Regions from separate parts of the Mus musculus genome. Here region 2 is linked to region 1. A link is a contact called in public Hi-C data. All regions are on one chromosome and are shown on one strand. Each heading gives the region's core, a stretch centred on a gene start, on an enhancer-like site or on the middle of the called end of the contact. The rest is flanking DNA. Distances are from core to core; before and after follow the strand shown. Region 1 has its middle 13 kb from the start of Edn2. Region 2 overlaps Gm36574 (a long non-coding RNA gene).

What was found. A called contact is a pair of places that touch in the nucleus more often than the background predicts.
Region 2: a Hi-C map of muscle stem cells shows a contact between it and region 1, with 2.3 times the contacts expected there. The contact joins two enhancer-like sites. A contact is called at or near these places in 10 of 484 Hi-C or Micro-C datasets (the 3T3-L1 cell line, cerebellar granule neurons, cortical neurons and 5 more), 3 of 115 datasets of contacts at active chromatin or transcription factors (the NIH/3T3 cell line, embryonic basal ganglia and embryonic stem cells) and 1 of 9 other capture datasets (adipose tissue).

What each region holds. Positions count from the first base shown.
Region 1 is chr4:120,144,650-120,152,486 of GRCm38.p6, forward strand. No RefSeq gene overlaps it. Among named protein-coding and RNA genes, the nearest start is that of Edn2, 13 kb to the right of the region's middle. Within about 2 kb of position 4,087, at least 182 of the 459 cell types and tissues checked have an H3K27ac peak or open chromatin away from gene starts, as enhancers often do. A contact at or near this core is called in the NIH/3T3 cell line, adipose tissue, cortical neurons and 2 more, where this site is marked.
Region 2 is chr4:120,376,102-120,383,938 of GRCm38.p6, forward strand. All of the region lies in intron 3 of Gm36574 (a long non-coding RNA gene), which reads right to left. Among named protein-coding and RNA genes, the nearest start is that of Gm36574, 17 kb to the right of the region's middle. Within about 2 kb of position 4,795, at least 116 of the 459 cell types and tissues checked have an H3K27ac peak or open chromatin away from gene starts, as enhancers often do. A contact at or near this core is called in the NIH/3T3 cell line, adipose tissue, cortical neurons and 2 more, where this site is marked.

The DNA of each region.
Region 1 (7,837 bases), core at 2,837-5,336:
TGCCGGGCCTGCCCCACCTCCTTCTAGGACTCCCTACCTGGCAACCTGGGGACAGCCCTTCCTATCTGCTCTCTCTGGGTATGGAGCAGAAATTATAGTCTGGAGAGAGTTGAGTCTAGCTGGGAGCAGCAAAGCCCTGTGTGGGGTTAAGCCACAGGCTCAGCTTCCATTCCAGCATAGACTGTTTCCCCTTCTGTGGAGTAGATGACCAGTGCAACCGTCCTTCAGCGTTCCTCGGCCTGCATGTAGGATGCGATGGGAGACCACTCGACCATTAGGGATGAGGCTGGGGTATCCTGAATGAGAAGGTGCTAGCCATAGCAATGTGCATAGGGGCTGTACCCTCAGGCCACAGAGCCAAGACACAGAGAGTGAGGTCCCACCCGCTCCACTTCTCAGCTGTGGGACTTTGGGAAATCTCTTTGACCTCTCTGTGCCTCAGTTTCCTCACATCTAAAGTGAGAAGAGGCTATTAATAATAATGACATATTATTACTACGAAATATAATAAATATTACATAGTAGAATAATAACTTAATAATCACATGGGCCATTAGAGGTTAGATGTTACTACATGCAAAGTACACCTTACTGCAAGGCCCAGCACATGCAAACTGTTACATGCAAACTGTTACATGCTTTATTTAGTCAGGACAGGTGGGGCTCTGAGACCCTCTCCTTCTCTGCTCACTCCATGAACCTGGCCGCATACTACATAGGTCCTATTGTCTAGGCCCTTGCAGTTCCTCCTCTCTATCCTGACTGGCAGCCTCTAGAATCAGGCAGGTAGAGATTTGAACCCAAATTCTACCACAGGCCAGGTAAGCATGGGCATGTAACTTGCCCTCTCTGGGCCTTGGATAGAAGGAACTTTCTCCACTTTTCTATGTTCAGAGACTGATATGAGGATCAAAGCCAGGAAAGGGACATGGAGACAAGAGTCTAGCCCAACTAAACAAATCATTGTTCCATGTGTGACCTTAATGTGACCTGCTTCTCTCATTGCTCTTGCTTCCCCCAGTGACTATAAGCTGAGCCTCAGAGAGGCCATTGCTGGGCACACAATCTCCCACATGCAAGGGCCCTTTGGTGCAGGAGGCATGCATGCACCCTGGTGCACAAGCAAAGATTCCTGTCCACAGGCCGGTGTGATACTGAACGGTAGACTCCCACCCGCCCCCCACCCCCAGCTACCTCCAAGTGAACTCATGAATATCCACACAATGTCCATGTCCGTTGTGTGCCTTTGCACCAGTGCACACACATGGACATACAGGATCACAGCCATACATGGGCACAGAGACACAGGTGCCTGCAGGTGTGTCCCCACACATCTTAGCCAGCACTCACGGGTGTCCTAGCCAGGCCCAGCCCCAAGGTGGCCTTCTTCATGTCAGAGGAATGCAGACATCTGGAGATGCTCTGCCAGCGGACGTGAGTGAGAGGCCGAGGGGAAACCACATAGGCAAGAATCCAGGCAGGAGTGCCAGGGTAAGGCGGGGCTCTCGAGTGCTAGGAATTGTGCAGGAGGTGGGGCACGTGCAGACACTTGCTCTAGTCTTACCTGTCACCCCGTGTCCTTAGGTCTTGGAAGTTCATGGGGGCTCAGAGATCATCAGCCCCTGCTTGAAGCAGATTACAGATTCTCTTCAACTGGGGGTGTCCTGTGGCAAGACCCTAGCTAGCTCCATCTCTGGGTTGCAGTGGCTGGGTCTGAGCAGAAACAGGATATGCTATGTCCTTACCAGGGAACCAAATGAGCTGTGAGCAAGAGATCTGCAGGAGAATTGCCATTAACACAGCATTGAATGTCAAGGGTGACGGTGGTATAGGGGTCACTGTAAGTCTGGTATAGGCTAAGGCCAGAGGCTAGGACTGAGCCAACAGCCTATTTGGTACTAAGACTTTTGTGCCTGCAAATTCCCATAGTGCTCACAAAAGGGAGCACCCTATTCCCCATAAATGGACATATAATTTGAGGGACAGAGAGATGCATGGGTTCATAAAGCTTCAAAGACCCCAGAACAGGCTTGCCTTGGGTACCCCACATTAAGCCATTGTACTGGCAAGCTCTGCTTCTGTGCACAGCTCACACCCTGAGAGGTTTGCAAGTGAGGCCTCAGTCTGGTTGACAGGAGAAAGATGCTGTCCTAAATGCAGGGACCTCAGGCTACAAAGAGAACAGGGGCCTCCAACTTCTATGGCACCACCCTGCCCAGGATGTATCTATGTGTAAGACCATAGTAGAAGGAAGGATGTGAGGAGGGAGAGAAGATAATGAGCAAAGCTAGGGATGTAGCTCAATTGGTAGAGTGCTTGCCTGCCATGCACAAAGCCCTGGGTTCAATTCCTAACACCACACTAATCAGGAATGGTGGGTGGCACATGCCTATAATCCCCATCACCCAGGAAGTGGAAACAGGAGGTTCAGAAGTTCTAGGTTATCTTTGGCTATATAGCAAGTTTGAGACCAGCGTGAGGTATATGTTACCATGTCTACAAATTAATTAATTAACTTGATGCATTAAAAAAAAAAAAGAAGAACAACCTGGGCTGCACCCAGGAAGTGGAAACAGGAGGTTCAGAAGTTCTAGGTTATCTTTGGCTATATAGCAAGTTTGAGACCAGCTTGAGGTATATGTTACCATGTCTACAAATTAATTAATTAACTTGATGCATTAAAAAAAAAAAAAAGAACAACCTGGGTTTGTAAATCTGAGACCAGCCTGGGCTAATGAGATAATACTGAATACACATACACACACACACACACACACACACACACACACACACACACACACACACACACACACCACATACCCCGAAATAAGCTAAGCACTAAAGTGAACAAGGTTACCTCCGTTTCCTCCTACAGAACTTAGTCTGAGAGAAACAGAAACCAAAGAGTTTCAGAATTCATTCCAGGATGTTGGAACAGCCCCAAGTGGAGCTTTGGGGTTCCTAGGTGGTGCGGTCCCCATGAAGACCAGCTCAACTACAGAGTTCCTGATGTAGCACCTTCAAAGATGACCTCCTGCAAAAGCCCCCAGGCCAACTGAGGCCCTGGGGCTCCAGCCAGCTTTAGGGAAGTTTGTCGTGGTGTCAGGAAGCATGGACGGGGGTGAGAGAAGCAGGAGCATATTGGAGAAATATGCCGTCCAGAAAGCCTTCCCTGCAGCCCACCGCCACTCGACCTGTCCCCTGCAATGCTTGCAACCCACACGCTAGACCATCTGGTTCTGCCCTCAAGGATTCAGGGATGGGTAAGGCAAAAACTCTTGTAAAATATAAAGGCAAGTGATGATGTACTCAGGGCTGCAGGGACCCTGGCCCAGACATCGCTGCTCCATCTCCGAACACCTTGCCCCCATCCACTGGAGCCTCAGAACTCCCACTCCAGGTGCCAGAGATGAAAACGTGAGCAGTATGCATCAGCTTGGAGGGTCCCTGGGTCATTCCAGCCCAAAGAAGGATCCATATCCAACTGAAAGAAGGAGCCCAGATTGCCCTGGGTTGCTAACTGCTGTACCAGAACGTGTGTGGTCTAGGCTTCATCTCTGATCTGAGCCTTGATATCCATAGACTGCAGTGTCTACCACTCAGAGTTGATCTGTCATCAGATGACACTTCGTTTAGAAAGACCCAGTCACGACCTAGTACACAAAAGACCTTCTGTGTGGCCATCAGTAATTTGCAAACTTCTCAAGGCCCTGCACCCCTTACCTAATACAGGAACTGAGGCAGGGCAAAATAGCCAGGTCACACCTTTTGCCTGCAAGACATGCCCAGGCCCAGGGAAGGAAAACACCAGCCACGCTGGGGGCAGGGCTAGGGAAGGCCTCATCCCTGCTACCTCCTCCTACATCAGCCTCCATGTGTGTTCCATAGGTCCCAGATCACCTCCATGAGCCACTGAAGGATTCAGTCCATCTGACTATCCCATTAGGCAGGGATGGAGGTCAGGGGGAAGCGGCTTCTAGGTGATTCATACAAGGACTTGCGTTGTCTGCACCATTTAGGGACTAGGTACCACAAGGCCTCCCGGGGGGCTGGGCCTGAGGGGCCCTCACAGGCTCCAGCTCCTGGCGGCGGCCCTGATCCGGGTGCACGTGGCTGCGGTGCAGCCTCCCGGTGATGTCAGGCCCACCGCGCCCCGGCCCCGGCACGTTCGTCCGCTGGCAAGCCGGGAACAAAGCGTCCTCCGCATTCCTGCGAGCTGACTCACGGCCGTCACGTAGCGCGCCGCCGCGCGGCTTTGCCCAAAATTGGTGGCAAGGCAAGGGCGGGCCGAGCACCACAGCTGCCACCTACTCGCAAAGCCATGCTCGCTGGACCGCTCGCGCCCCCAGCACGAGGTTTCCCAACGCGCACATCGGAGGGAAATGCCAGTGTGGGCCCTGTGGCTTGGGATGCGAGGGTGGCAGTAGGTGAGCCTCTGCGGGAGGCCCTGCTTCTTATGCAGCCTCGGTTTCTCCATGTGAACAATGGAGATAAGCCCCTGAACAAGGTTGCAAGGACCTGGCTTTTCTCCCTAAGATAATACAGTCAGAGGAAACTAAGGCTGAGATTGGAGCCCTGGTTGTAAGGTTTCAAGCTTAGCATATGTCCCCTGGAGCATGAAGCGGGCTCCCTCTCTCCTATAGGGGTTGAGGCAGGTTGGAGAAGGCCAAGGCTATTCCACCTGTTCTGGTCCCTGGCTCATAGCTGTCAGCCTCAGGGCGCCCTCCAGAGGCTGTGGGAGAAGTTGCAAGCACAGTACTGGAGGAAGGAACAAACCTTGGTCTCCTGGGTTATGTGGTCTTATGCTGAGCCACAGAGAGAAACTGAGTTAAGCTCGCTTCTCTTTTCAGGCAGAGGGCAGGAGGATGGGGCTTAGGGCAGTCGGGACAGTAAGACCTGGAAAGTGAGGCCATGGGATTTGGAGTTTGGAGCCAGCCTATCGTTCAAAAGATAGAGAGGGACCAGAACCCAGTTGAAAAGGTAGATGTGGTGGCATGAGATTATAATCCCTTCACTACTGCACAGAGATCGGAGGGGGAAACAAAAACAAAAACAAAAACAAAAACTGGGAGATTGACAGGAAGCTTGAGGGCCAACTGGTCTGAGTCCACAAAACAGGAGGAGCAAGCAGACGTTGCTTCAACAAGGATCAAGAAGAGAGCTGACCACAGAAAATTTTACCCTGACTTCCACACACATATACCCAAACTCAAGATAGATAGATAGATAATTCCCATGCCCTGAGACCATCATAGGAGGTAGCCTGGGCTACTCTTCTCAGGCTCTGTGGTCATCCACTTAGAAGGAAGTATCTCACCTCCTCAGAGCTGGACTGGATTGGAACCCCCCTGGCCTGCCTTCCCCCTAGCCATAGACACAGTCCCCTGCCCTCCCTCCTACGGTCTTTTGCTCCAACTTGATTGCACGAAAGCTAAGTTCTGGACTTGATGTTCAAGACCCTGGTAGCCTGCTTTCTCTCCACTAAATGCCATGAGTGATGCACCCCTCTCCCAGGATGCTCCATGTGCCCTCTGCTCAGACTTTGTGGCCCTGTTCAACTGTCTCTCCTAAATAAAGGAAAGTGCCAAGAATCCTCAGATGGAAGCACTGACAGGCCCTCTGAGCCTCTGGCTCCTGATGCACTTTCTTTTGGCCAACACAGACACACTACCCAGCCCCTGGTCACAGGAAAGTACTGATGTCCCCGGGGGTCTCTTTCCCCAAGTCCCAGAGACCACAGGTCGAGCAGAGTGGGCTCTGTTTGTTTACTGCACTGCAGACAGGACCTCAACCTCAGAGCCAGAGACCCTTCCCTGCTGTGTCTGGCTGTGTTGACCCTAGCAGCTGACGGCCTCTATGAACCTCATTCCCAGGACACACCCTGTCCACTTCCTGAGGCTATTTAGAAGATCAAATGAATGAAGACAAGGAGAGTGCTTAGCACGTGGGCACAGCTGCCCACACAGTTGTCATTATCACCAAGTCATTGCTCTGGACCTCCCTTGTGCCCGAGGCCTGGGTTTCAAGGCTGGGCAGTGGCTGATGAACTCAGAAGCAGTCTCAGCCCCTGGTTGACTCAGGCTGAGGATGTCCCAGAAAAAAAGTGGTTGCTTTATGGTCAGCATGAAACCAACAGGCCCTCCCCAGCCCTATCCACCTACGGGGTCTCTTCAGTGCCTCTTATCTGGGGAGATAAAGGCCATTTCCCCTTGGAGAAGACTCTTTTCAGCTGTCTGCCTGGCCTTGACAACAGTTTCTCTGACCCAGACCTGGGGAAGACTGGACAGAGAAGGCAGAGGCCTCTGGAGGATACCAGGCATAGTTTTCAGGTAGATTGATGGGCATGCCCACTTTATCAGTCCTTGGAGGAAGAGTGTCTCTCTCTGTCTCCATTATCTAGTCCACTGTGAGGTAGATCGATTTAAGAAGTGGATGAGTCACCCCACTTGGGAACTTGAAGTATGAGCTGCTGAAGCCAGGGTGGTCAAGGCTGTTTGCTATGCCCTGGCCCTCTATTCTGCGGTGGCTCCTGGGAGGTGGTGGGTGTCCCTCTCACTCATTCAATTCTCCTCAGCTCTGACTAAGGACCAGGGCTTGGATTAGAGTCCTTGGGCTTTCTGTTCCTTGGGTGAAACCATTGGACTGAGGTTGTCCAAAACTCAGAGAACTTGGGGATGGGGAGATGGATCAGTTGGTAAAATGCTTGCTGAGCAAGCACAAGAATCTGAGTTTGAATCTCCAGGACCCATGTAAAAAAAAAAAAAAAAAAGGAAGGGAGGGAGGGAGGGAGGGAGGGAGGGAGGGAGGGAGGCAAGGAAGAAAGCCGAGCATTGTGGTACACTTTCAGAATTCTAACACTGAGGAGACAGAGACAGGGAGAGCCCTGGGACTCATTGGCCAACTAGCCTAGCCCAATCAGCAGGCACCAGATCTCAGTAAAATACTCTGTCTCAAAAACTAAAATAAACAACAAACACCAAGGGTTGGTTTCTGATCCATACAGATGTGTGATAAACAGAGTGACAGAGGGGGAGAAAGAAAGAAAACAGCACACATATTAACGTACTCTCACACATACAACACACACACGAAAGAAGAAAAAAAAGCTTTCATAGTCCCATGACCCATAAAGGTATCATTATATTTCATCATTGTATGCCACCTGGTCCTATACCAGTGTCTCCCAAGTCAGGCAGGATTTGTGAATTCCAGCAATGTAAGACTTTAGTGAACCTGAAAGGAGGCTCTCTGGTCTCATGGACAACCAACCCCTGGTTATGGCAGCTAGGGAGAGAGTGCGCTTGTCCTGTTAGGTTGCGCCCACTAGGCCTGCCTGGGCCTAAGACTCCTTGCCAGACCCAGATGAGCGTGAGGTCATTGGGCCATCCCAGCTCCCTGTCTGATCTCGCTGCCGTGACTCAGCTTTGCCTTACCCAAACCTCCTCCTCCTGGGGGACCCCAACAATGGCCTGGCCTGGTCTGTGCCACACACAGCCTACCATCCTCCACTCAGGACCTCCTCCCTGAGTCACCGCTCAGCTCACCATCCATCACAGTATGTAAACAGCCTCCTCCCTTTCCCCAGCAAGCTCCCAGGATTCCTAAAGGTTTGGGGTCAAGTTGAAGGATGGCAGAGTCTTCTCTTGCTGCCTCCAACCTCAAGATTCAAGGCTGTCATCCTGGACATGCTCTTGGGGACTTTGTGGAACTATCAGAAAAATCTAAATTGAATTTGAGAGTTCCGGTCAAGAGTGCCCACTGAATTGGACTCAAGTCTCACTTCTCTCTTGGCCGGTTAATCACCTTGGACCAGATTCCTCATATGAAAATAAGGCTG
Region 2 (7,837 bases), core at 3,545-6,044, 230 kb after region 1:
TCTAAAGGCTATGTATAGCATCATCCACTTCTTTCTTTCTTCCCTTCCTTCCTCTTTCTCTTCTTCTTCCTCCTCCTCCTCCTCCTCCTTCTTTTTTGTTTTTTTGTTTTGTTTTTCAAGACAAGGTTTCTCTGTGTAGCCCTGTCTGTCCTGGAACTAGCCATCACTACCCAGCAAGTACTGTCCAATTTGTAAGGCATTCTAGAAATGACAAAATTGTAGAGTTGAGGAGTGGGGTGTGTGTGTGTGTATGTGTGTGTGTGTGTGTGTGTGTGTGTGTGTGTGTGTATGTGTGTGTGTGTATGTGTGTGTATGTGTGTGTATGTGTGCGTGTGTGTGTGTATGTGTGCGTGTGTGTGTGTATGTGTGTGTGTGTATGTGTGTGTATGTGTGTGTATGTGTGCGTGTGTGTGTGTATGTGTGTGTGTGTGTGTGTGTGTGTATGTGTGTGTGTGTATGTGTGTGTATGTGTGCGTGTGTGTGTGTATGTGTGTGTGTGTATGTGTGTGTGTGTGTGTGAGAGAGAGAGAGAGAGAGAGAGAGAGAGAGAGAAGCTAGCATATGGGGGAGCTATGCTAGCACATGGGAGACCTATGCAGTGCTTTAATGGTTCTGTATCTTGACTGCAGTAGTAGTTGCACACATCTGTACATGTGATCAAACGACATAAAGCACACACATCTGTACATGTGATCAAACGACATAAAGCACACACATTGTGTTGATGTTGGGATCCTGGTTTTAATTTGGGCCTTTAGGGGAACTAAGCGAAGAGTCAAGGGACCTCTTTGTACATGTTTGACAACTTCCTTTGAATGTATAATTATTTTAAACTAAAAAGTTACCCAAAATAGAACATGTCCTATTTTATAATTGGGAAAGTTATCCTATAATGTTAATCATCACATAGATGAAAGTTAAAATATATTTTGTCATGACCTAAGGGTTACAATCCACACAGAGATTCTCACATTAGCAGAAGTTACCTCAGGAACAGAAGTTGGAACAGAAACTAGTTGAGGGATTTGGAATGAAAGTGCCTGAGAAGGAAGTGCACTCTGCCTCTTACCTGTGTGTCTTTGGGCAGGTCACTTTGCCTCTCTGGGTCCAGAGTCCTCATCTGCGAAACGGATTGTTATACACACTAGAAGACACAGCACTCGTGAAACACATTAGCTCCATAGAGATGTGTCCCTTCAGTACTCAAGATAGCTATCTGCCATGACAACTGCCCTGGCCTGAGAGCAGGTGAGTAGGATGTTGGGATCTGATCTCTGGCCCCTGTGTTTATATACCTGCTGGGGCTAAGCAGGATAGCTACATCTGAAGTGCCCTTAGGAAAATTCCCTAAATGCTGTCTAGTAGTCCAGAAACATATTTCTGATTATTGTTTAGAAGTACACAAATACTGGCAGGAGAGCCACCTGTGAAGACTGTCCACAAAGATGGGAGGCTGAGGACACTGGCAGTGGGGAAACCCTTCAGTGCCTGATCTCCAAGTTCCAATAGGAGAGACTCTGTGAACCTCCAAGCTCGAGGGCAACCCTCTTATTCACAGATGAAAAGTCTCCCCAACGGGAAGTCTGTACCGGAGTTCTCAGGCCTTGCTTCTGGAAATCCATCAGCATGGGGAACACGGCCAGCCCTGGGGCTGCATGGCTTCTGGGAACATCAGTGGCATCCATGATGGCCTGTCCCGCTGCACCACATGCCTCCATAGAGCTGTTTCCTTTGCTCCTCACTCTTGCTTCAAGCCTCCCTCTCCCAGCCCCAGGCTCCGAGGAAGGTCAGCTGTCCACCGCTTGAGTTCCCCTGGTGACAGCAGCCCACCCCATGTTGGACAGCTCCTGTTGTCAGGAGGCTCTCCCAGTCAGCCAGGTGTGATGGCTTTGACCCAGCCAACCAACCCAGCCAACCAACCCCACACACATTCTGTCAGCCTGCCGCTTACATTTCATTCCTGCACATTTGAAAGATGGAAACCTACTCTAGAGTCCCTTCTTAAAATGCAACTGGCCACCTAAAGCTCCAGCGAGGGGAGACCTTGAGGTGAAGTGCAAGTAAGGACCCTAGGTAGGAGCATGGTGAAGAGCGGGGATACATTGAAAAGCAAGCCTGGGAGTCTGGAGGCTCAAATGCATTGCAGACCTGTCTTCTCAGGTACTAGAACAGAGATTTATAGGGAGAGGAGAAGGACCCTTTGTTCCCTGAATCTGCATGTCAGTTCCTGGGACAATCCTGCCCTTGGCCACAGGCATCTTCCCTCTACAGATTAAGGGGTCCATAAACTTCTGGTCAAGATGGGATTGCAAATTCATGTTTGCAATCTCTGCTCCCAGAACCAAACTTAGAGCAGCAGTGTGAAAGACAGACTGAGAGAAGGAAGCACCCTGCTCAGAGACAGGACAAACGTCTCTGTGGACCAGAAAGACAGGGAGTGAACACAGCCAGGGTACAATCCTAGTAGCAGGGGACCCTCTGGCCTCTGCTCCCTTAGGGCCAGTGAGGCTACATCAGCCACACATAAAGCTGTGCAAAGCTCACCCCTGTTCAGGAGCTGGTGTGTAAAGTCCTCACTCTCTGCCCAAAAGTTGTCTGGTTAAAACCTGATTCTGGAAGAGACTGGAATAGACACAAAATAGTGTAAAAGGACCCGAAGTCCACAAGACATTAATCCCACCTCAGAAAAGCTGCAAAAGAAAGTTCCAGAACAAAGGGGGAAATAAAACACTGTCTTAGGAATGACTCCATTGCCGACAAAAAGCAAGTCATGGGGTTATATGAAAACAACTTCAAAATAAAGCCAAGAATAGGGATTGTGAGATGGCTCGGTGGCAGTGTGTTGGGGGCTCGCTGCCAAGCCTGATGACCTGACTTCGATCCCCAAGCTCACATAGTGGAAGGAGAGAATCAATTCCTACAAACTATTCTCTAACCTCCACAAGTACAATGTAGCACACACATACACACACGCACGCACTAAATCTAAAAAGTCAGTAATAGCAGTCATTCATAGCAATAATATTAGATTATAAATTAAAGATGTGTAAACAGCAAGCATAAACCATTAGAAAACACTGACAGTGATAAATAGGACATATATGTATACCACTTAGATAACCTCGGGAGACAGAATAAATCCAATTGAATATGGTAAACGGCAGAATTAAGTATTTGGAGGCAAGAATTGAAGATTTCACTTAGGATGCAAGAGTCAAATTATAGGACACAGGAAATAAATAATGTTCTGGGGAAAGTTGGTTTGTACATAGTGTCAGTGAACAGCCTACATTCCCCTGAGTGACCTAAGCAGTCATTTAGGACAGCATCTCTGACCACAAAGCCGTGCTCAGTTTATAAAGGGGAAAGCAGGTAGCCCCAGAAAAGCTGCTGGAACAGCAGAAGGCATCAGCTCTTGGCTAAATGCTTTGGTTTCCTTTGAACTGGTGGGATAGTTAGGTTCCATCTGGCACTGGGTCCTTTTAATGGTTTGAATGAAAATGGCCCCCAAAGGCTCATAGGGATTGACATTATTTGAAAGGATTAGGAGATGTGGCATTGTTGGAGTGGGTGTGGCATTGTCAGAGAGTGTCACTGAGGGTGGGCTTTCAGGTTTCAAGTGCTCAAGCCAGGCCCAGTGGTCACGCTGTCCACCTGCTGGCTGCTGATCCAACTATAGAACTCTCAGCTACTTTTCCAGCACCATGAATGCCTGCACGTTGCCATGTTTCCTGCCATGATGATAATGGACTATATCTCTGAACCTGTAAGCCAGCCCCAGTTAAATGTTTTCCTCTATAAGAGTTGCTGTGGTCATGGTGTCTAGTCACAGCTCCATAAAAACCTTAAGACAGTTCATAGCCTTGTCTTGTCAGGATAAGAGTCAGTTGTATCCAGCAATAACTTGCTCATGGCCTAATCTTTTGTTAGTCTTTCCTTCCTGTCTCATGGGACTTTTTAGCTGTGTTTCTTGGGTCCATCCCTTCAGTAAACTGCTTGCATGCAAATCCTTGTTTCAGAGTTTGCTTTTGGAAACTGGAATGGAGATAAATAGAAAAGAACCATAGCTTAACCAAGATGCAACTTCCTTCCAGAGTGGTCCAGCCTTATGTAGTGTAGGACTAAGACAACTGCATAAAGTCTTCCAGTGCTGCCCCTACTCCAGCCAACTCACACATCTTTCAAATAGAAAGAAACAGGCCAAGGGCCAACACACTCATTTGCATTAAAGATGTTTCTCCAAGGCTCCTGGTTGCATTCAGTCTAGAACTACTGAGAGTGTGGCTTTATTCTAAGAGGCCATGCACCTAATTAAAGGATAGATTTTATTTGCTAAGGAAAGTGAGGTTAGGTACTGGGAAGCAAGTAGCATTGTATGGCCCTAGCAGCTCAGGGATGCAGGTTGGAAAGTGCTATAGAGGGGTTCCGGAACGGAGGGATTGCCAGAGAAGCAAAATTAAAGCGGCAAAGACTAAGACTTTTGCAGGATTAAAGGGGGATTTGAAATGCATACTCAAGGATGAATGAGAAAAAGAAAAGTAAGTCTACACTTTGCCTGGTGAAGCCGTTCAAGGCCACACTTCCTCATTCTTCATGTGGATGCCCTGTGCTGAGCCACTCAGACTCTTGAGCAGTGACCGCTGACTTCTCAACTCTGAGCTCCATGATGTCCTACGAAAGCTTGAAATCAGCCACCACGGAGAGAGACTGCACATTATCCTCAAACACTACAGAGCTCCCCACTGCTGAGAGCACGAGGCTGTGTTGCAAGAGTGAGTCACTGGCTGGAAGGCATGAACTCTCTGGGATGAGTGTGGGATTTGGAAGCAGTGGCCTTGGTTGGAGCCAACTCTCAACTATATCCCGTTGGGAAATGATTTAACTTCTTCCACTCAGTGTGATACAAAGCTAGGTCTGAGAGGGTGGCTGTGAATACTTCGTCTGCCAAAAGTGTGCCTCCCCCTTCCCAGAAGCAGAATGGCCTGACTCACGGTCCCCAGAGACCCTCCCTTCTTAGAAGCAAAAGAGTGAAACCTCTGGCTACAGATTTCGCCAGGTTCCTGGTCTCTCCTCTTCCTGAAAGGTCTCTACCGCCACCTATTGTTCATCATTTGTTTCTGCAGGCCAGCCTTTCTGGGGAGAATTGCTTGCTCCTGAAATGGCCTTAAGAAGAGCACTCAGCTAGATGGAGCCAAAGACACATTAGCTGTCCTAACAGTCACTGTCTGGCCTGTCAACAAAGCCTGCTCCCTGTTGCCCTCCAGCTCCCGCTGTGTGCCAGCCTTGCTGTGCATCCTGAGAGCAGAGGGCAGAAGGCAGGGACCCGTGTCTTCAGCATTCATGCCCCTTCTGGTGCAACCATTCTAATTCAGTCCTTAAGATGCAATGTGCCCTTATTCCTTATCTGGAAAATGGAAGCTGAAACCAGGAAGTAACATTCATTTAAGGTTACTAAAGCTACTAGGTGAGCAATTGAAGTAAGATTTGGTTTTAGAACCTCTTTCTACAAGTCCAAGTATCTAAAAAAATTATTATTATCATTATTATTATTATTATTGTGTCTGTGGCATGTGTGTGCACATGTGCTTATGTACAGCACACAATATGGAGGCCAAAGGACAACTTGCAGATATCAGTTCTCCGCTATCTTGTGGGCTCTGGGAATTGAACTCGGATTGCCAGGCTCATTGGTAAGTGCCTTTACCCTTTTACCCCGTGAGCCATCTCTCTGGCCCAAGTCCAAGACTGCTCTTTTCCCCACAATTGCATCTATCACAAACTAGGCATTGAGATGCGCAGTGGGTCTATGTATTAGGCTCTTTTAAAATAAGGAAGCAAAGAGGTCACTAAGCAGGGTCAGGAGACCCACACCCAGGGTCACATTGTCTCATTAGAACTGGCGAGTAATCTTAGTGACCCTCAGTGGTATTCAACGTCACCAGGAAAAAAGGACCGGGTCAGATGGTCTCAAAGGTTACCATAAACATGTGGTTGTGACCTCCAAAGATACTGGCAGGATAAACCAGTCTTTGTTATTTCATAGATGTGCCACCATGGGCAAGTTATTCATCTTGGCATACATTTTCCTCTCTTCAAAAATAAGAACGTGAAAGTCTTCATCTGAAAGAACCTCTGCAAACTGTTTAGTTCCTAATAGATGGTAATTTGTGTTCATTTAAAAAAAATACATTGGGCCTGCATGCTACTTAATTCCTTTTGTTAAGCCACCGAGACTGACCACGTGAAAGCCTGGCTCACTACAGGCAGGGCTGTGTTAATTCCTGCAAGGTAAATCTGCACCACTATTGCACACAGAGCTGCAGACAAAGCAGCTGTTGAAGTCATCTGTTTGACATGCACATTCCTCATAAGATCACCAGGATTTACAATGTCAATAAAATTTGACATTCTTAAGACAAAGCGATCCCCAAAGAGCATTGTTCTACCCTAAGTTTCATCGTTTATGATACCTTTGCTATGTGGAAACTTAAATCCTAAACTGGGCTATTACTGTGAGGTCCAGTTTGTGAAGCTGGGACTACACTAGCCAGTACTCACAAAGACCCTTATTGTGTGCCAGGTCCTAAGTAGGTTTCCATATAACTAAGTTAACAAATGCAGTGTGAATTAGCAAAGGGACAAGATACTGGCTCCTCCTGGATCACAAATGACAGGTATCAGGCTAGGGAGATAATTTAATAGACAAAGTACCTATCTTGAAACCATAATGACCTAAGCTCTATCCCCAGAACCAAGATAAACAAGAGCCCGTGTGATGGCATGTGTTTGTAATACCCGATCTAGGGAGCTGGAGATAGGTGGATGGAGCTCTGGAGCTGCCACCAGCTAGCCTAGCCCACTTGGCAAGCTCAGGCCACTGGGAGTCCCTGTCTCAAAGCACTACGACCACAGATAATACAAGATGAAAAATGAAAAACAACAGCCGTGAGTCCATCTTCATGACTGCCCAACATTGCCTTTACATACTTGGAGATTTGGGCTCTACTCTAAAATTTTCTTTGCTTGGTAGGTGACATGATGATAGTGTTCTTCTGACCCATACCTCCATGGTCATGACATCTGAGATTGCATGGTGAACTCATACTTCAGACATCTTGACACTCCCCACCCCATTCCTTAGCAGGTCCTTTCTCCCAGACCATCTTCTGGCAGTGTTTTGTCTACTTTGCTAGGTTTACTTAGATACAAATGTGATGTCATTAGTATCTGCTTTTCACCTCTACTTGATAACTGTCCTCTAAACACAGACAGGGCTTTCTTCTTCTTGTTGCCTCCAAAACAAAGCACAAAAACCTGCTCAATAAATGTGTACAGAATTAACCCATCAAATGTACCAGAAATCACAGGCTTTACACAAATCTAGGCTTGCCAGATGAGGGAAGAAGAGCTAGCCACTAGGAGACCTTGTTGCTGCTTGTGTCTCAGGTTAAGCTGCTGTGTAACTGTAGAGAAATTGTATCCCCTCTCTGGGCCTGAGACAGTTGAGCCATATCATTTCTTATATTTTGGTTGTGAGTCTAGCCTTTAATGGCTGAACTCTCTCTCCAGCCTGGACCAGATCATTTCTAAGGTGTGCCTCAAGCTCCTCTCGAGGCATGGTCTTGAGGGACCCCTGCCTCAGGCACTTGGGCAGGCAGAGATGGAGCCACTGGAGGAAGCAGCTGGGAGCAGTGGCTGAAACTGGCCATCACCCAAGGGCAGAATGGCAAGATATAAGGCTGAGATGATGGGACTCCACTACTGGGAAGTGTAGTATGTCAGCTACTGCTACTGCTGGGCAACCAGGCCAGGAGACCTCCGGGTACCCAGAACCCTA